2 separate regions of the Sus scrofa genome follow, and region 1 is linked to region 2. A link is a contact called in public HiChIP or PLAC-seq data. All regions are on one chromosome and are shown on one strand. The core of a region is the stretch at or near the end of the contact, and the rest is flanking DNA. Distances in the headings are between cores, read along the strand shown. Region 1 holds the start of S100A9 (S100 calcium binding protein A9). Region 2 holds the start of JTB (jumping translocation breakpoint).

The links. HiChIP or PLAC-seq counts read pairs in DNA pulled down with a chosen protein or histone mark.
Region 1: a contact with region 2 is called in an H3K27ac HiChIP or PLAC-seq map of alveolar macrophages. The contact joins the promoter of S100A9 here to the promoter of JTB in region 2. A contact is called at or near these places in 1 of 47 Hi-C or Micro-C datasets (mesenteric adipose tissue) and 1 of 2 datasets of contacts at active chromatin or transcription factors (alveolar macrophages).

Annotation. Positions count from the first base shown.
Region 1 is chr4:96,237,469-96,240,675 of Sscrofa11.1, reverse strand. S100A9 (S100 calcium binding protein A9) reads left to right here and starts at 1,742. Exons shown (of 3, transcript NM_001177906.1): 1 at 1,742-1,828; 2 at 2,217-2,381. The coding sequence starts at 2,232.
Region 2 is chr4:95,712,480-95,715,989 of Sscrofa11.1, reverse strand. It overlaps JTB (jumping translocation breakpoint), which reads right to left and starts at 2,064. Exons shown (of 5, transcript NM_001128468.1): 1 at 1,845-2,064; 2 at 1,647-1,684; 3 at 1,360-1,442; 4 at 846-925; 5 at 1-153. The coding sequence starts at 1,927.

The sequences.
Region 1 (3,207 bases), core at 493-2,992, 530 kb before region 2:
TCTGCCTGCTTCCTTGTTTGCTGTGTGTTTTTAATGCTGCTGAGGAAACCATGCCCCTTTCTCCCAATGGCAACCTCCAGAGCCACTGTCCAGAACCAGGAAAATTGCCCCGATCCATACCCTAGTAGGAGGCACTGCGTTTCCCCAAGGAGAAGACCCATATCCCACCTACCCCTCATTCCAACCCCTGGCCTTGCTTGGGGCTGGGGGCGGGGGGCACTGAGTGGGGGCTGGGTGCCTATTGATCAAGCCAGGAATAGCCTGCCCAGGTCAGGACCTCCAGGGCTCAGCGCTGGCTTCAAGGCCTGGGTTAGCTGGGACCTTGGGGCCCGCCATGGCTTTCGGACATGAAGGAATGCACTGCCGAAGCAGAATCCCCAAGTGCAGACGCCTTCTGATTCGAAGGTTTGTCCAGCTGCTCACTCTGCCGATGGCCGACCCTGTTCTCCTCCCCCGACCAATCAATTTTCATCCTGATCAACGTTATACGGTCACAGCCAGCGTTTCTGCAGAAAGTCACAGGGCCACAAACAGACCCACGTGTATTTCACACTCACTTGTTTATTCAGGCACTCCTGCATTTATTAATTCAACAAGTGTTCATTCACTACCTCCCAAGCCGGGCCCTTGCTCCATCCTAGGACGGCAGCGATGAGTCAGGCCACGGCCCTGAAGTGCCTCAGCGGAGCGGAGGAGACAGACCTGAAAGTCGAGATCTTCAGGCAAGAGCAGAGGTTATGGCCTTCAGCCTGCAGCTTCATTCAGCACACACCATACTTCCTTGTTAATGTCTTTATTTTGCCTTTAAAATTAGTTGACAAATCTTATAAGCAGAGGTTTTCACATAAAAATTCAGATTTCCTGGACCTTCCAGAGGTCCATTCACACCCATTCTGCTTTTCCACGAGGCTACCTTCCCCTGGCTATAGACCGGCTAATTCTTCAGGTTGGGGATGCTTCCATCGACCACAGTCTTGCCCACTCCCTAACATCCGCAACCCTGAGAGTGCATGTCGGTTGCCACAAGTCACGCCACTGATGGCACTGTTGGTGCTCCCCAGCCACACAGCTTCTCTTGTTTTCTCCAAGACCCTTGTTCCTGCAAGCCTGGATCTAAGATCCTTGGTCCAGAGGGAGACGCACCTTGACAGAGGCAGCAGAGGGCGCTGTGGATGCGCACAGGAGGCACCTGCCCGGATTGCCTACAGCCGCAGAGGTTTCCTAACAGGAGGGAGGGCAGGGGATGGTTGCAGGCTGCAGGCTGTGCTTCCTCCATTAGCCAAACAACGGAGGGCAGCCGCCCACCCACGCCCCCGCCCTCCTAAGAGCACTAGTCACAGGGATGGGCGGGAACAGGAAGGCTCAGCCATCCAGCGCCTCCTTCCCGCCCCCCCGCCCCCATGTGGGGCTGCCCCCAAGGGGGAGGCAGAGTGGGTCCGGCCCCCAGCCCCTGGCTAGCACAGGTGGGAAGGTGCAACCTCAACGTTGGCAGGGGGACAGAGGGGACATGGGGGAGAGGCAGCTTGCAGATTTGTTCAGAGAGGGCAGGGGTGTGGGATGGAGGGGAAGTGGACTAAGCAACCAGCTTCCTCCCAAACCAGCTCCAGGCCAGGGCTGGGAATTTCACAAAAAGGCAAAAAGACTTATGTGAACATTTCCTGTCTTGGCCCAGCCCCCTTCCTGGCAGCGACAGCCCCACTGGGGGTTACCACATGGCTCACCTGTGAAGCAATCTTCCCGCGAGAGGGCTGAGTGTCTCAGCCAGAGCCCTATAAATGCTGGGCCCGCTCCTTGCTGTCCAACCCCTCTGTGTGGCTCCTGGGCTTGGGTAAGTGAGCCACCAGCTACCCTGCCTGCTGAACAAGAGCCCGCCTGCTGCCTCTCTGCTCCCTTCACCCATCTTGCTTTCACACCCCCCCCCCCCATCCTGGAAGCCCTCCTTGATTGACTGCCCACTCTAAAAGCCTCCTTCCCACTTTCTTCGATTGCGTTCTGCTGCAGCCTCCTGTCCTCAAAGGCTCTGCTCTTTGGCATTCTCTAGACATCCTGTAAACCCTTCATTCCTCCCCTGGGTGGAGTAGAGTCGTCTCCCAGTTCAGTTGCAGCCCCTGCTTTCATTTTATTCTCTTTCCCCCTTCATTCCTGCGTGCAGTGATAGGAGGTGTCGGGGAAGCTCTCCTTCTGAACGTGCAAACCCTTGCTTCTCCATTGCTCAGACAGAGTGCAGGAAGATGGCGGACCAAATGTCGCAGATGGAATGCAGCATAGAAACCATTATCAACATCTTCCACCAGTACTCGGTGCGGCTGGGGAACCGGGACACCCTGAACCAGAAAGAATTCAAACAGCTGGTGAAAAAAGAGCTGCCAAACTTTCTCAAGGTAGGGCTGGACTCTTGGCGGGCCTGCCCCAGCCTGCCAGCCAGCGGGGCTAAGGATGGAAGATGGGGGCACCATCCGCAATGGTCCAGGAGACATTCTAGCACCTTCACCCCCGCCTCCAGAGGTAGCAGAGGTAGCAGGCTCTGTGCTTGGGGCAGGGCTTGGAGCCCATCACTTGAGGTGGTTCATGTTAGGTGGTGCCAAGGGACTGAGTGTGTGCGGTGTACCAGGTTCTGTCCCAGGCAGGGCATGTAGGGTCCAACAAGGACCCACTGTCCTGATGGAAGAGACATACGGCAACGGGGTTGGGCAATCAAGGACACAGATAGATCCACTGCCCATAACTGCCCAGAAGAAAATCACTGTGGGTGATGTGGGTGATGTGGGAGAGGGGGGAGAGGTGACTGGTTAGGTGGACAGGAAAGCCCCCTCTAAAGAGGTGACCTTTGAGCTGAGACCTGAATGTTGAGCTTGGAAGCAGCCCAGAAAGACCCTTGGCGGCAGGAGACTGCATGCCTCAGATGGACTCAGAGGAAAACACTCGAGGGGGTTTTTTTCATCCGAAGGCTCTCTGGTGGGAAACACATGAACAGCACGTGGGAATAGACCCAGCCTAGCGCCAGTGTGTGCAAAGCCTCAGCAACATGTTGGTTAATTTCCCTGATGATTAGGCAGCTCTAAGACAAGGGGGATTCACTTCCCCAGATCTTTTTGTTTGGTGACTATGGGGAAACAGAGGGCTGAACCAAGAAGGGTGGGACATCTAGGTCTCTGTTCCATCGTCCCTGGGTGTCCCAGGGTAGGTGAGGCCCTCCCCACTTGGTAA
Region 2 (3,510 bases), core at 815-3,314:
ATGGACTCAATTTGCTTCCGGACCTTTTCCAGAGCCTTTCTGTCCAGTTGTCGCTGACGCACGATGACCAGGCAAGCAAAGACCAAGGCCACACCTACAACAGCCCCTTCGAATTTCCAGAATAAGTGTTGTTCCATCAGAGCTGAGCGGCAGCTAAGGGCAAGAAGAAACAGTTATTCCCAGGGAAGGCCACGTAGCCTCTCCCTCTAATCTCTTTCCTGCTTCATCCTAACCAAGATACATAGCTGAGGGAAGAAGAGGAAACCAAAGCCAGCCATTTATTCATTTATTCATTTATTTATTTGGCTTTTTAGGGCTGTACCCTCAGCATATGGAGGTTCCCAGGCTAGGGGTCGAATTGGAGCAGTAGCCACTGGCCTACACCACAGCCACAGCAAATGCCAGATCTGAGCCATGTCTGCGACCTACACCACAGCTCACAGCAATGCCGGATCCTTAACCCTCTGAGCAAGGCTGGGGATTGAACCTACATCCTCATGGATGCTAGTAAGATTCGTTTCCCCTGAGCCACGATGGGAACTCCCAGAGTCAGCCTTCTAATGTGTTTATAGCACATTAATCCCACTTGAATATTTAATTTGTTTTCTGGTGAGAAAAGCAGAGCTGTGTGAGCCAGTTTTACTGATGAGGAAATATGGCCAATAACATCGTGCCGAGGAGTAGAGCTGGGACTTGGGTTCGAGTTATTTGGCTCCAGATCCCCTCCTCTTTCCAATATGCCATGCTACCTCCAGACAAAGAGGAAGTGGGGGGACAATCTGCCTAAAGTCATAGGGAGCAAAGGAGGTGATCTAGGAGGTTTCAAGAAGAGAAGAAACACTTACCTCTTGAACTCATTCCTCTTAGATGAGCTGCATGTGATTTTCTCCACATACCCTGTGGAACTGCACTCAGGGGTAGTTTTCTGTCAGGAGGAAAGGACCAAAGCATATGTTAGGAAGTGGTGGCAGGAGAAGCAGAAGGCTGCCATTCAGAATGGGCAGGTGCCCAAGTGCTATGGCTCAGAGCTGGCAGGCAACAGAGAACTAATGAAGACTTCTGATGGCGATGATGAGGTGGTGGTTACATGATCAGGAGTATCTTTTAGCAAGAACACTTTGGGGCAAGACTCTAGGAGAGGTGACAGCAAGTTCTGGAGCCCACTGGAGTATAAATGAACCGAACACAGTTATTAACTGAATGTTGCCATTAACTTGAAAAGAGCATTTTTGGGGGGCGGGGGGAGGGGGACAAGTTCAGATGTGGACTTAGACTGCAAGGAAAAAGAAGACAAGACAATGCAAAGGCACACTTAGTTAATTTGATGTGAGGAAAGAGGGAGAGAAAACAGATACTCACAGCCTGGAAATTAGAACATGGAGCACACTCTTCTGCCACCACAAACTCTTCCACCAGCCAGCACCGCAAATTTGAGGTGCTCACTAAAGACGGAGAGAAAATGCAAGCCCCAGACTTCGTTCAGGAAGTATTTCTCCCCAAAGTTCTGCCCATCGACTTCCTAACCCCGCTGAATGGCCTCATTTCACGTGGTGCCGCCCTTTTCCACTCGTGTTCTTGGTATACGGGAAGATATAAACACAAAACAAAACAACTATAGGGGTGTCGGGTTCCTAGACATCACCCACCTGAAAGTTTCTCCTCGCGCACGGGAGCTTCTGCTTGGCTGCAGCGGGTGACGGGGGGGAAAGGGGCAAAAGTCAGTAGCCAGAAAACTGGGAACTGACCCACCTCCGCGGTCCAGGGACGGTCTCCCTCACCCCAGGGGGCGGGGACGACCCGCTACCGCCATCCCCTCCTTTTCCCTGCCCTCAGCCCCTCCTTACCAGAGCTTTAAAGTGAAAGCGCAGAGCAACCAGCAGAGGTGGTGGCCCTGGGGGAGGCCACGCCTCCCCGCGCCCGCAGGCATGGAGTGCTCAGCGTCGCACCTGTCGGGACACAGGGACCTGCTTGACTGGCCTCGTGCCTCGGTCGGAACGCAGAGGCGGCGCTTACTCAGCAGTCCTCGGGGAAGTTCCAATTCAGGGCTACGAAAAGCTGGTTTGCCTAACAGATCAAAGACTCTATCAGGACATTCCCATGACCACGGCAAGAAAAGGCAATAAGCATTTGTTGGCTAGGACCGTGAGTTTCCTTCGGACCCGTCAGATCCTCTCCAAGGGCCGAAAGGGCGTAGGGCCTAGCACTCCCTCGGCTCCGCCTCCACTCCCGGCGCAGCCATCTTGCTCCGCGCAGGACCCTGGGTTTTTCCAAAGTTAGGCCAGTCGTCGGAAGCGGAGGCCCGCGGGTTGCCTGATGGGCCTTGTAGTCTTCCGGGCTAGGTGGCGCCTCGCCGGTGCTCCCCGGGAAATGGATCCCCCTGCTTTTGTGCGGTGAGACGCGACCCATTGGCTCGACGCCCCGTTGCATTATGGGCCTGGTAGTCTTTTGCGGGAACTGGGGAAATGGCGGTGGTCGGGTTCGAGTTATCGGTTCGTTGCTCCCTAGGCTGTGGCTGGTTTGCTTTTCTGGGCTAGAACAGTGAGAAGTAAACGGAACTATACGTCTGCCTCTCAGGACTTTCTCCCTCCTTAATGGGATTCACAGGAATTCTCGTTGTGGCTCAGCGGTAACGAACCCCACTAGCATCCATGAGGATGCGGGTTCAATCCCTGGCCTCCCTCAGTGGGTTAAGGATCCGGCGTTGCAGTGGCTCTGTGTAGGCTGGCGGCTACAGCTCGGATTGGACCCCTAGCCTGAGAACCTCCATATGCCGCGGGTGCAGCCCTAAAAAGACAAAACACACACACAGGATTCACCATTAAGCATCGGACTTTTAAATACCCTTCTCCCTTCCCACCTCCATCGGAAGTCAAGGGGAGATCCTGGGTGGGCGGTCCAGAGATGGCAAAACTGCATTTTTTCCTCCTTCCAGGGGCCAGAATACCAGAGATCCAAGGTGAAAGTGAAGCCTTCCCCTGTCTCTGGGCTTTCACTCAGCTCTACCCAGGGTTCACCTCTCCTGTTAATTGCTAAATTAACCCAGAGCTGGTCCTTTGAATAACCTCCTCAGATGTTCTCAGCTGTCTCTTGCTCCTACCTAATGCAATGAGGAGAGCTTGAGATGTGAAGTCCCAAGAAGTGTTGAGTCCAAGTTCAGGTGCTTAAGCTAAATGACTTTAGGACTGTATCTGAATGGCAGTGTTCTGTGTCAAATGGAAATACTAATGTGCATTTTCTAGGTTTCGGTATTTTTTTTTGGCAAGATGCAAATGAAATGTTTATAAAAATACTTTATTCTCTTCTAATTATACTGCCTCACATTTACCTTTTAGAGTCAACATTTAGCTCACTGAAGTTGGCATTATCCTTGTTTTATGAATAAGATCAGAGTGTGTCACCTGTCCAAGATCACACAGCTAATAGAAGAGCTGAGGCTTAAGCCCAGACTTTCAGGCCACAGGTTTTTATTTTTCGTTTTTTAATTACTCAATGAATTTATTACATTTATAG